Linked DNA regions of Sus scrofa: all the other regions are linked to region 4. A link is a contact called in public HiChIP or PLAC-seq data. All regions are on one chromosome and are shown on one strand. Each heading gives the region's core, a stretch centred on a gene start, on an enhancer-like site or on the middle of the called end of the contact. The rest is flanking DNA. Distances are from core to core; before and after follow the strand shown.

Region 1 (2,700 bases), core at 42-2,541, 1.1 Mb after region 4:
TGCCATTGGTCTGACAACCTGAGAAGCACAATTCTAGAAGCAATGCAAAGTTGAATACCACTGTAAACCTCAATCATGGAGGCAGCACTTGTGTCACACACTCCTGAATGTGGCACAAAAATAATAGTAGGAAAACGTTCTATAATTAGATAGTGGTGATGGTTAGACAACTTTGTAAATATTACTGAAAGCCACTGGATTTTATGGAAAGTGAAGTATATCTCAATATTGTATCTAAATAATCAAATAAAAAGAGTATGAGATCTCCAATAAGATAACATCGATGCTGGGAGCTTTACCCATACAAGTCATAGGCCACTCATGAAAGAGATGACAAGAAGGGAGAGTGGGTCAATTCTACTAGCACACAGCAGCGGCTATTATCTTGGGGTCCCTATTTCGCTGACAGAGCTTTGCTCGGCAGACCTGGGGCACCATGACACTCGAGTTTCTAAGGGAGAAAGGGCGACAACCTACATATTCCCAGGAGAGATACTTAGTTTGAGCAGCAGAGAGAACTCAGTGACATCAGCGCCCACCTCTGCGATCTGTGAGGTGCCTTACATTTTGCCAGGCACTCACACCTCTGCGCCCCTGAATTAGGAAAAGAGCAGAGCACTGCCAAATACGAACAGGTTGGAGGGGAACTTTCAAGAACTCCCTCTTGCCTCCGGAGGTTGCGGGGATCTGATGTTCCCAGCCTGGGAGGGCACAGGGGATGGGGAAGGAGGTGATCAGAGCTTCGGCCCCGGGAGTTCGATCTGCGGAGAGGGTGCTCTCGCCTCGGAAACGAAGTCGAGAGAAAGGGGGGGGGGAATCGTCCAAGTTCAGGGCCCCCACCCTCCCCCATACTCGGCACTTACCTCGTCAGTGTCCCGGAGGGGAATCTCGATGGAGCCCCGCGACATGGTGAGATCAGAAGGCGAGCGGGCGTCCGAACCCGCCGCTCCGCAGGCAGTACTCCTGGCTTCTGCTTCTCCGGAGGCTAGCGGCAGCTCGGACTCTGGTCTTGACTGCCGCCCCGCGGCGCCGCCGGAGCTCGGGCTTCTCCTTCCCGTCAGCCGCTCAAACAACGAACAGCAGACGGCGTCCGGCGACTTCCGGCAGCCCCGCCTCCTGCCCCGGAACTTTCCCCGCGGGAGGGGCTGTCGGAAGGGAAGCCTCCTCCGGTAGCTCAGGTTCCCCGACTTTAGGAGGAGGGCTCCGGGCTTCCGTTGGCGCGTTCACTTCCCCGAGGCCCTGAGGCTACTGAACCTAATGGCTCATTGACGCTGGAATAAATTCGCCGAGGGAGTATCCGCTCCGCCTACAGTAGGCGGGCGACGAATGAGGTGAAGACTAGGGGCCTGGCCGCTAACTGACATGGGAATTCTGGCCAATTATAGCCATCTGTTCCTGAGCTTGACTCCGCCCCCGAGCCTCGGACTTGGCCTCTGCCAAGGTGGGCCCGGCCAATCTCGTTTTCTTAATCTAGGTTGTCATAAAGAGTACAACCTTCTGTAACACAATCATTGGTTGCTCCTTTGGCTGCTCGCGGAGTCACCTGTGCTACCTCCGTGATCAGTTTAAATATACATTACAACGAATTCTGTCATCATTGTGATCATGTATTGTGTGAATTTTGCTTTTGTTTTTTTCTTTTGGTTCTTTGAAGCAAAGAGAATCTCTGAGAATCTGCTAGATTTGTAGTTTTAATAAAGTTGTTAAATAATTGGATTACATTTGTGATCAACGTTTTAAGTTGTAGAATTTTTTTTTTTTTTCCTTTTAGGGTCTCACCTGCAGAATATGGAAGTTTCCAGGCTGGGGGTTAATTTGGAGCTACAGTTGCTGACCTATGCCACAGCCACAGCAATGCTCGATCCAAGTCACTCTGCCACCTACACTGCAGCTCATGGCAACGCTGGATCCTTAACCCACTGATCAAGGCCAGGGATCAAACCTGCATTCTCATGGGTAATAGTCGAGTTCTTAACCTGCTGAACTGCAACGGGAACTCCAAGTCATAGAATTTAATTAAATACATTTAAATTCGTGTTTTCATTAAATTATAATGTGATTAAATTAGCTGGTAATCAGTGTTTTGATTGAGCCAGAGAGGAATCTGATTAAATAAATTTGTAAACACTGTCAGTTTTACCAGTATGTATCATCTTCATCTCCACCACCTCCATTCTAGCCCAAACCAATATCATCACTTTCCTGCAATACCCTTTGTCTCACCCAATACTTCATCCGCTTGAATCTGGCTAGTGTCCATGAGGATGCGTGTTGGATCCCTGGCCTTGTTCAGTGGGTGAGCATCCGGCATTGCCATGAGCTGTGAGGTAGTCACAGACGTGGCTTGGATTCCTTGTTGCTGAGGCGTAGGCTGGCAGCTGTAGCTCTGATTTTACCCCAAGCCTGGGAACTTACATATGCTGCCAGTGCAGCCCTAAAAAGAAAAGAAAAGAAAACAAAACAAAAAAACAATTTGATGTTTGTGTTTCCTCCTACCTCCCCTGAAACCTTTAAGTGGAAAATTCATTGAAATATATATCGATTAGTTGTCCAATACAGACATAATACTGGCTATGTAGGTAATTTAACATTTTCTAGTAGCCCCATTAAATAAGAAAAAGTAGATGAAATTAATTTTAGTAAAATATTTTGTTTTACTCAATATATCCAAAATATAATTTCATCATGTAAGCAATACAA
Region 2 (2,700 bases), core at 99-2,598, 1.1 Mb after region 4:
TCAAGAGCTGTTTTGACATGTCAAATATAAGTTTGACTCTATAAAAATCCTGCCTCTTTATTGGACATTTTCTTTAAAAGTCGTTCAGGTAAAACGCGCGCGCGCGCACACACTTTCTTGCTTCTGATCACACATTGTATCAAGAACTTCGTTTTGTGTTCAAAACGAAGCTGGGGACAGAGCTGCTGTTTAAGTATATAGAGACATGACTCCATTTTTGTATAGCTAAAATGTCGCAAACGATGGAATACTTCATCTTACTGGACCTCTCCCTTAAAATACTACCTGAGAAGTATAAATAGTTCAACTTGACGGCTTTGAAAAGCCGAATCCTATTTGTAGGATAGACCTTATATAAAATGGAAATATAAAGCTGTCAGTCTTCAACGTGCTTAAAAAATAAACAAATCAGGAGCTAGCAATTAAAATCCTCCAGACGCCCGCGCTCCGCAAACACTTCTTCCAAAGAATTCTGGCATATTCTGGGTATTCCCGTACCACCGCTGGCCGGATATTCCCTTGGGGAAAGCTGCTTGTCTAGTGAGGTACAAAGACAATAAAACCCTTCCTTTCATCCCTTTCTCATTCACTCTGCAGGGGGTGGACTAAATAGGGAGCTGAAGGAAGCTTTCTTAACGCATTTGGGTGCACCGTCTGGTCTCCGGGCGTCCCCATCCAAAGGCTGCCGAAGATGAGCACCTGGAGACCAGTCATTCCGGGCGCTGCGCCCCGGGGCGCAGAGCCTCAGCCCTACAGGCCGCTCCCAGGGAGGCCCAGCCTGCCAAGGGCAATCTCTGCTCCTCGGGGGCGCCAGGAAAATCAAGACTCGCACACGCAAGGGACAGGAATCGGGTCGGGTGGAAGGACAAATTTCCTTCCCACATTCTTGGTGAGAAAACCAGGTAGAGGGACTGTCCAACTCCAGCATGGGATACGGACTCCTGGAACAAAGAGACAGGAGGAAGACCAGGCGGCCACACCAACGCAGACTCAGAGGGCTCTACCACTTTACGCAAGTGGTCCGCAACTCGTCCGCGCTCAGTTCCCCTTACGCCACTGGCTTGGCCTCAGAGCCTTCGCGAATATGGCTTTGCGCACTGCGGCGGAGTCGAGCCGCAACCGAGCTTGGCTCTGTGACTCCTCCCCACGGCCGGGTGCCGATTGGTGGCGAACATCAGCCCGGCTGTTGATTGGGTGGCGAAGGAGCCATTCGGGGCGGCTCTGGTGGGTTCGGCTGCCCTAGAGTGATAAGTTCGGCTTCAGACACGCCTCAGCGCCAGCAGCGAGTCGGAGCTCTATGGAGGTGGCGGCGAGTATCGGGTGGTGGCTGCAGCAGCGACTCCTCTGAGCTGAGCGTTTCAAGCCGGTCCCGACTCCTTCCTCCCCCTTCCCTCCCCCTTTTTTGTTTTCCGTTCCCCTTTCCCCTCCCTTCCCCGTCCCGACGACCGGATCCGAGGAGGCAGCTGCGGCGGCAGCTGCTGAGTTCTCGGTGAAGGTGAGTGGAGCCGCCGCTGGCGCTGCCGCCGCCGCCGCCGCCGCCGAGTGGAGCGCTCTAAAATGGCCGCCGTCCCTGGCCGCTTCTTCTCGAGTGGTACAAAATGGCGGACGCAGGCGGAGCCGGGTGGGGCGACCCTTTTTTAGCGTTTCCTCCGCGCTCCGGGCACCTGGAACTTCCTCGCCCTTGTCTTCTCTTCCCCTTGTTGATGGAATAGAAGGAGCCGGCGGCCCCCGACAGTCTCGGTGGCTGTCGGCGGCCGTACCCGCGGGACCGGGGCGGGCCGAAGCGCGGCTGTGTTCGGCCAGGGAGAGAGCGTGGCAGGGCCGCGCGTGCTGTGGGGAGGGTCGCGGCCCGGCGGGGAGGGCTCGGCCGTTGGCGCGGGACCAGCCGAGGCGGAGGCGTCCCGGAGCCCAGCTCCCGGCGGGGAGGTGTGTGGGGCCCCGGGGCCGGCGGGGAGAGCGGCCGGGCTGCCCGCGGTGGGGGAGCGAAGGGCCTGCCCCGGCGGCCTCTCTTGTGACGGGAGAGGAGGGAAAGCGAGGCTTTCTGAGCTTTTGTCGGCTGGGGAGGCGGCGGTGAGGCGGCTGTCAGTTCCTCGGGGATTTATGGGTGGGAGGGGGCCGCTGGAGGGAAGGAGGCCGTCTTCCTGCCTGAGAACAAAGAGCCGGGCGCTGGGCCGCGGGGGCGGCCTCCGCTCCTCCCCGAGGCTTGCCCCCGGCAGCTTCGCCGGGAGGCTGTCGGAAGCACTTCCTAACTCGGCCCGGGTGGGAGGAATCCACTGCTCTTTTGTTCCCAGGAAGGGAAAAAATTGGGTGGAGGTTCTTGCTGCCATGTTGTGGCCCTGGTCTTCCGCCTGCCTAGTGCCAGGCGCTGTGCACCCGGTGCCTCGCGTCTTCCCGCGAGCCCTCTGCGCCTAGTTCAGAGCATGGGCAGCGGTGAGAACCCAAGACTTCAGTTAAGCCCTTCATGTAGTCTGTTGCTCGTCCCGGAGGCAGTAACAACTACGTTTTCCACATAACGTGCCTCTGTATCAGAGTTAGACTTTCTATTATTGATCTCGGTGTCTAGTTGTAAAGGAGGTAGTGTGTGGCTTTTTCAAAGACTAGTTCTTAGCCATTTAGCTCTTCGTTTATTGCTGTGTAGGTTCTTCCTTGCATCTTCAAACACCGAGAACTTCCAGGTAGTAAAACAATTTTCCTGTGTTT
Region 3 (2,700 bases), core at 30-2,529, 1.0 Mb after region 4:
ATGCAAACTAACCCTCCCAACCAATGTGAACGGAATTGCCATCTCAGACCTCTTTCAGCAACTAAGGCTGCAAATTTGGGATATCAGTCAAAATACTTGTTACTACTTCCAGTGATGATTTTACTTGAGCTCCAGGTAACTAATTGAGTTTCTTTTTAATGGTGAAGCTCTACTTGCTTTTACCCAATATATTACCGTAATCTTATTTGAAATTGTTTTATGCACGTACACACTCTACCCAGACACACATGGCTTGTAGTTCCCACAACCACATTGCACCTAATCTTGGCTCTGCCGTTAATTAGCTGTGGGAACTTGGGCAATTTATTTACCAATCTGTGCTCAATTTCCTTACCTGTAAAACAGGCATAGTCATCTGATAGGTTTGTGAAGAGTAAAGGAGCTAGTACACTTAAACATGTGCAGCTAGAAACAGCTGCTGCCGATAACTGTGTATTCAATAAATTATTATCATTATTGGTCCAAATTCTACATTGTCTATATATTTTCTTGCCTGTTTCAGCAACAAACATTCTATAGTAATTTATTGACTAAGTAATTACATAAAAAGTTCTTTATGTTTCAACCCCTTAATTATCAGATTCTTCAAATTTTAGGACATAGGTTAAACCCTAGACTTGACTTCAGTTGAATTTGTTATCATCTGTTTTGGATGTTTCCAACTCATGAAGATGTAAACCAGATGTGTGAAGATTAAATTGGGAGCATACATGCAAAAGCTTTTCTGAAATATAAAACATGAAAAATGTGCAATATTATTCCACTACTACTGTGATTCTAGAAAACTCCTACAATTACAAAATTCTTTGCTCTTCAAATAAAATTGCACCCCCTCCCCAAAATGATTTCCCCCTTGGTGGTTAAAGCTCAAATGAAGCTGATTCAACAGGAATAATTTTAAAATAATAAGACACATGATAGCCTACCATGGGCAAAGATCTGAAGATGTTGAACTGACTTTAAAACATTTAGGGCTGAATGTTGGCATCATTTTCAGTCGTAGGAAATTGTCTATTTCAGTCCTCCAGACAAATTGTTATAAAAGGTTAGACTTCTTTCAAAACCTAAGAAATTTATTCGCATATCAAAGAAGCATATCTAAGAAAGCAAACGCTGCCCTTGCTTTTGACCACAGGTTGGGAATTTTCTGTCATTGGTACAGTGCCTGCAACGATGATCCAATTTTCATTTGGTTATTTCCACGGGCCCTCCAAAAGCTAAAATACTGCAAACAATGGGACCCACTGTTTAATGTACTTTAACAAAATCCTTCCAAGTAATGTGCATATTTTAAGATGCCAGTTTGGAAAAATAGACTATAGGTCGCCACGACGGATCTCACACAAAATGGAATAATGGACTACAGAGCCCGAGGCCTTCTGCTGCGTTGTTTTTAAATACAGAGGAGGGGCGTAGAAAACTAGGCTTAAAGCATCCGAACGCTGTAGCAAGCAGAGTATTCCAAAGCTCTATGCGTTCCTCCCGCGAGGGTGCCACTTGCGGGGGGCGCAAAGACACAGCAAGCGGACTCTTTCCCGCTGACACTGCGGAGATGCCGCTATCCCTACAAATTCCTACACCCGGCTCCCCGACCCCACCTATGGTCACCCAAGAGCTGCGCCCCGGCAACCTCTGGCTCAGCTCCCAGCTCGGCCCCCTAGGGGCCCCCGACACGCCAGCGTCGGGGAGGGGCGGGGAAGGGAGAGGGCGTTTTCTGCCTGGATTCCAGTGGGAAAACAAGAAAAAGAGGAGGCGGTTGCGCAACCTCGGCCCGGGGTGCGGCTCAGGGAACAAAGAGCGAAATCCCCAGCAGTTGAGGCTTTGCGAATCCACCCAAATCAACGCCGCCAGGGCAGAGCCCCAGTGCTTATGGGCACGCAGATTTCTCGAGGCCAGTCCAGCCCTACAGCATCACAAATGCTCTTTACTCTGCATTGTAACGAGCGCCCAGACTGCCTCGAGCCCGGGGAAGTTTGAAAACAATCGCTTCACGTCGGGTATTTGTTCAGCTACTGCAAGCGCACGAATCCAGCGCGGCGGCGACTGCTAGGCCGCGCCTCAACCGAGCTTGGTCCTTTCCTTTGGTCCCGCCCCTCTGCTCAGCGCGGATTGGTGGCGAGGAGCAATTCCGCTGCTGATTGGTCGGCTACGGAGTCGCTCGTGGAGACTGTAAGTTCGGGTGCCCGCGGAGTGCTAAATTTATCTTCAGACAAGCGACCGCGCCAGCCGCGAATCGGATCCCTATGGAGGTGGCATAGGCGATATCCCAGAGCTGAGAGCATCACCCGGCCCCCGAATCCTTCTTTCCTCTATTTTGTTTTTCATTTTCCCTCCTCCTCCCTCTCCCCTTACCCTTTCCCCTTCCAGTCCGCGACGACTGGCTCTTGACCCTGTTCAGGCCTCTGTGAAGGTGAGGACCAGGGCCGCCGCGGCGGCTGAGCGGTGCGCTCTGAAATGGCCGCTGCCATGAGCTTCGTAAAATGGCGGCCGCGGGCTCAGCTGGGGGCCGCGGCGCTGCGCTGCACTGCAGCCCAGCCGCAGCCGAGACCGTTCTTTCCATCACTGATGGAGATGAAGGAGAAAGATAGTGTCGGGTGCTGAGACGTTTTCCTGTGGGTGTTAGCTGAGGCGACCGCCCGGGGACGCGAGAGGAGTTCCGTGAGCGAGGGTGGACTAAGA
Region 4 (2,700 bases), core at 1-2,500:
GGAGGGGGAGGGTGGCGGCGGCTCTCAAGCTCAGGAGCGAACGGCAGCGGCAGTCATCCTCTCCACCAGCTGCGCTCGGGCTACCGCGGAGGCCTCAACCTGGGCCTCAGACACTAGCGCGCAGACACCGACCCAAGGCTCCGCCGCCGCCGTCGCCGCCGCCGTCGTCTTCGTCCTCGGCCCCTCCCCCAGCCCGCTGCAATCAATGGAAAAATGGCGGCGGTCGCTCTCGCGAGAATTCGGGCCATTGGGCCCCTATCTCAGCGCTCAAGGTGCTGATACAGCTGTCGCTCGCGTCTAATTACCTCCGCTTTTACTCAGCCTCGGGATGTATAAAATTAGGTGAGCTCCCAGGCAAACGCTTTTCGTAGAGGGATTCTGGACTGTCCATCTCGGGACTCCCTCTGCCGGCGGGGAAAGACCAGGCCTTAGGGTCCTCCATGCCTTCCTGGGCTCTTCGGAGTCCCTGCCCATCAAGCCGCTCTTCTGGCCTTACTACCAACACTGCCCTTCCTTCCCGTTCGAAAAGCGCCAAAACGCATCCCCTCTTCACAGACCCTCAGCCTCTGCCTGGAAAAGAACCAGGCCTCCGCCCTCGGACACGGTCCCAGCCAGAAAGGACTACGTTTTCTTTTCCCCTCTCCCCACCCTCCCCATGGACCCCGTTCGTGAGACCAAGGCCGTTCTCCGGCTTGGGAAGGCGACAGCCCAGGGCTCAGAAAAGTGGTATTACTCTCTCCCCAACCCTTCCCTCTCCCCCCTCCCTCAGAGAGACACACTCTCCTGGCCTTTTCAGGGAACTTCCTTCTCGGACAGGTTCAAGTCTGGGGCTGTTCTAGACAGAATAGAGAGTAGGGCTGCAGTTTGCACCTAGGAGCCTCTTTTAAAATGTTTTTAGAGTACTTGAATCTCCTCTGGCAGTAAGCCTTGTGCTCTGTTTTAGAGGAAACAGACTTTGCAATAGTTATTTTCCCAATTCCTGCTAGTTCCTTAAACCTCCCTTTATGAAAACCCGATGGGACGTCCTTCATGAAGACTTCCACGGTACAGCGATTTTACATCATGCTTAGATAACATAATCCCACCACGTTCCTAACACCTACACCATTACTACCCTACCCGTACCTGTTCTCTCCAAACTTCTTTTGAGTGCAGATTTCTATTACCAAGGGGAAAAAAAGATGGCTGTATTCTTACGTAAGTTATATACACGTCCTGTTGTGTATGACAAAACATTTTTAAAGCATAATAAAGGATAAGAAAAAGATGAAATAAACATTTAAAATAATTGTAAGTTATTTTCTAAATTAATTGTCTTTTTAAAAATCCTTGTTTTTCTCACTAACAATGTTGTGGAAACAATAAAATTGACTAGGTTTCCATGGTTTTAAAAATCTGTAATACTTTGTGAAAAGCTATTAAAATGATTCAATGTTCAGGTTATTTCTGTACTTTGTTTTAATGGGCTGTTATAAGGGGGGGGGGGGATAACTCACAAAGATAATGTAGATCCTAATGGAATAAGTACATCTTTGGTTACTCTTACTAATGCAAGTATCTATTTTTATTACTCTATCCACCAACCATGAAAAGCTTTTGTTGAAATTCAACTAGTAACTTTCTATCTCCCCTGATGTCAGCCAAAAGATGTATTTTTATATTTTTTCAAATCTCTTTGTTTACAGAACATTGTAAATCAAGTATAATAGAAAAAATTAAAACTTTTTTTTTTTTTTTTGGCTTTTTTGCCTTTTCCAGGGTCGCTCCCACGGCATATGGAGGTTCCCAGGCTAGGGGTCGAATCGGAGCTGTAGCCGCCAGGGACATGGGGTTGTAGGTTCCATCCCTGGCCTTGCTCAGTGGGTTAAGGATCCGGCGTTGCCATGAGCTGCGGTGTAGGTTGCAGACGAGGCTTGGATCCTGCATTGCTGTGGCTCTGGTGTAGGCCAGCGGCTACAGCTTCAATTCGACCCCTAGCCAGGGAATGTACATATGCCGCAGGAACGGCCCAAGAAATGGCAAAGAGACAAAAAAAAAAAAAAAGCTCCATCTTGCAAAGTTGGTATTAAACAGTAAAGATAATAATCACAAAACAGTTAATAGTTAAGATTGGTTGAATATATATCATATATACCTCCAGCCCTGTTCTAGGTGCTTTACACGTATTTCTTTTTCTTTTTTTTTGCTTGTTAGGGCCACACTCATGGCATGTGGAGGTTCCCAGGCTAGGGGTCTAATTGGAGTGACAGCTGCCGGCCTACACCACAGCAGCACAGGATCCTTAACTCACTGAACTAGGCCAGGAATCGAATCCACAACTTCATGGTTCCTAGTCAGATTCATTTCTGCTGCACCACTGCAGGAAGGCCTATACATATTATTTCAATCAATTCTCTCAACAACTTTATACATAACTGATACTATTATCCTCATTTAATAGGTAAGGAAATTGATAGAAAGCCTTTGAAACATTCAACACACTGCCTGATATACACAAAATCAACATAAGCTGGCTATAATTATACCAACACTAGTCTGAGCTCCCCGAGGGACTATGCAACCCGAACAATGCCTGGCATACAACAGGTGCTTTTAAACATTTGTTGAATAGATGAAGTATTAAACCAGTCATTTAATTAGTGAAAAAATCTTGTCAATCACCTGGCAACCATACTTTGATACAGTTTCATTGCTGCCTAC

What was found. HiChIP or PLAC-seq counts read pairs in DNA pulled down with a chosen protein or histone mark.
Region 1: a contact with region 4 is called in an H3K27ac HiChIP or PLAC-seq map of alveolar macrophages. The contact joins the promoter of CTR9 here to the promoter of USP47 in region 4. A contact is called at or near these places in 1 of 47 Hi-C or Micro-C datasets (heart right ventricle) and 1 of 2 datasets of contacts at active chromatin or transcription factors (alveolar macrophages).
Region 2: a contact with region 4 is called in an H3K27ac HiChIP or PLAC-seq map of alveolar macrophages. The contact joins the promoter of EIF4G2 here to the promoter of USP47 in region 4. A contact is called at or near these places in 3 of 5 promoter capture datasets (fetal liver, fetal skeletal muscle and liver), 1 of 47 Hi-C or Micro-C datasets (embryonic fibroblasts) and 2 of 2 datasets of contacts at active chromatin or transcription factors (alveolar macrophages and skeletal muscle).
Region 3: a contact with region 4 is called in an H3K27ac HiChIP or PLAC-seq map of alveolar macrophages. The contact joins the promoter of ZBED5 here to the promoter of USP47 in region 4. A contact is called at or near these places in 1 of 5 promoter capture datasets (fetal skeletal muscle) and 2 of 2 datasets of contacts at active chromatin or transcription factors (alveolar macrophages and skeletal muscle).

The regions. Positions count from the first base shown.
Region 1 is chr2:48,728,189-48,730,888 of Sscrofa11.1, forward strand. CTR9 (RNA polymerase-associated protein CTR9 homolog) reads right to left here and starts at 1,292. Exons shown (of 26, transcript XM_021083325.1): 1 at 864-1,292. The coding sequence starts at 908.
Region 2 is chr2:48,665,242-48,667,941 of Sscrofa11.1, forward strand. It overlaps EIF4G2 (eukaryotic translation initiation factor 4 gamma 2), which reads left to right and starts at 1,349. Exons shown (of 22, transcript XM_021083319.1): 1 at 1,349-1,495. The coding sequence starts at 1,349.
Region 3 is chr2:48,623,023-48,625,722 of Sscrofa11.1, forward strand. It overlaps ZBED5 (zinc finger BED domain-containing protein 5), which reads left to right and starts at 1,280. Exons shown (of 3, transcript XM_021083322.1): 1 at 1,280-2,190.
Region 4 is chr2:47,582,643-47,585,342 of Sscrofa11.1, forward strand. It overlaps USP47 (ubiquitin carboxyl-terminal hydrolase 47), which reads right to left and starts at 1,251. Exons shown (of 28, transcript XM_021083314.1): 1 at 1,126-1,251. The coding sequence starts at 1,236.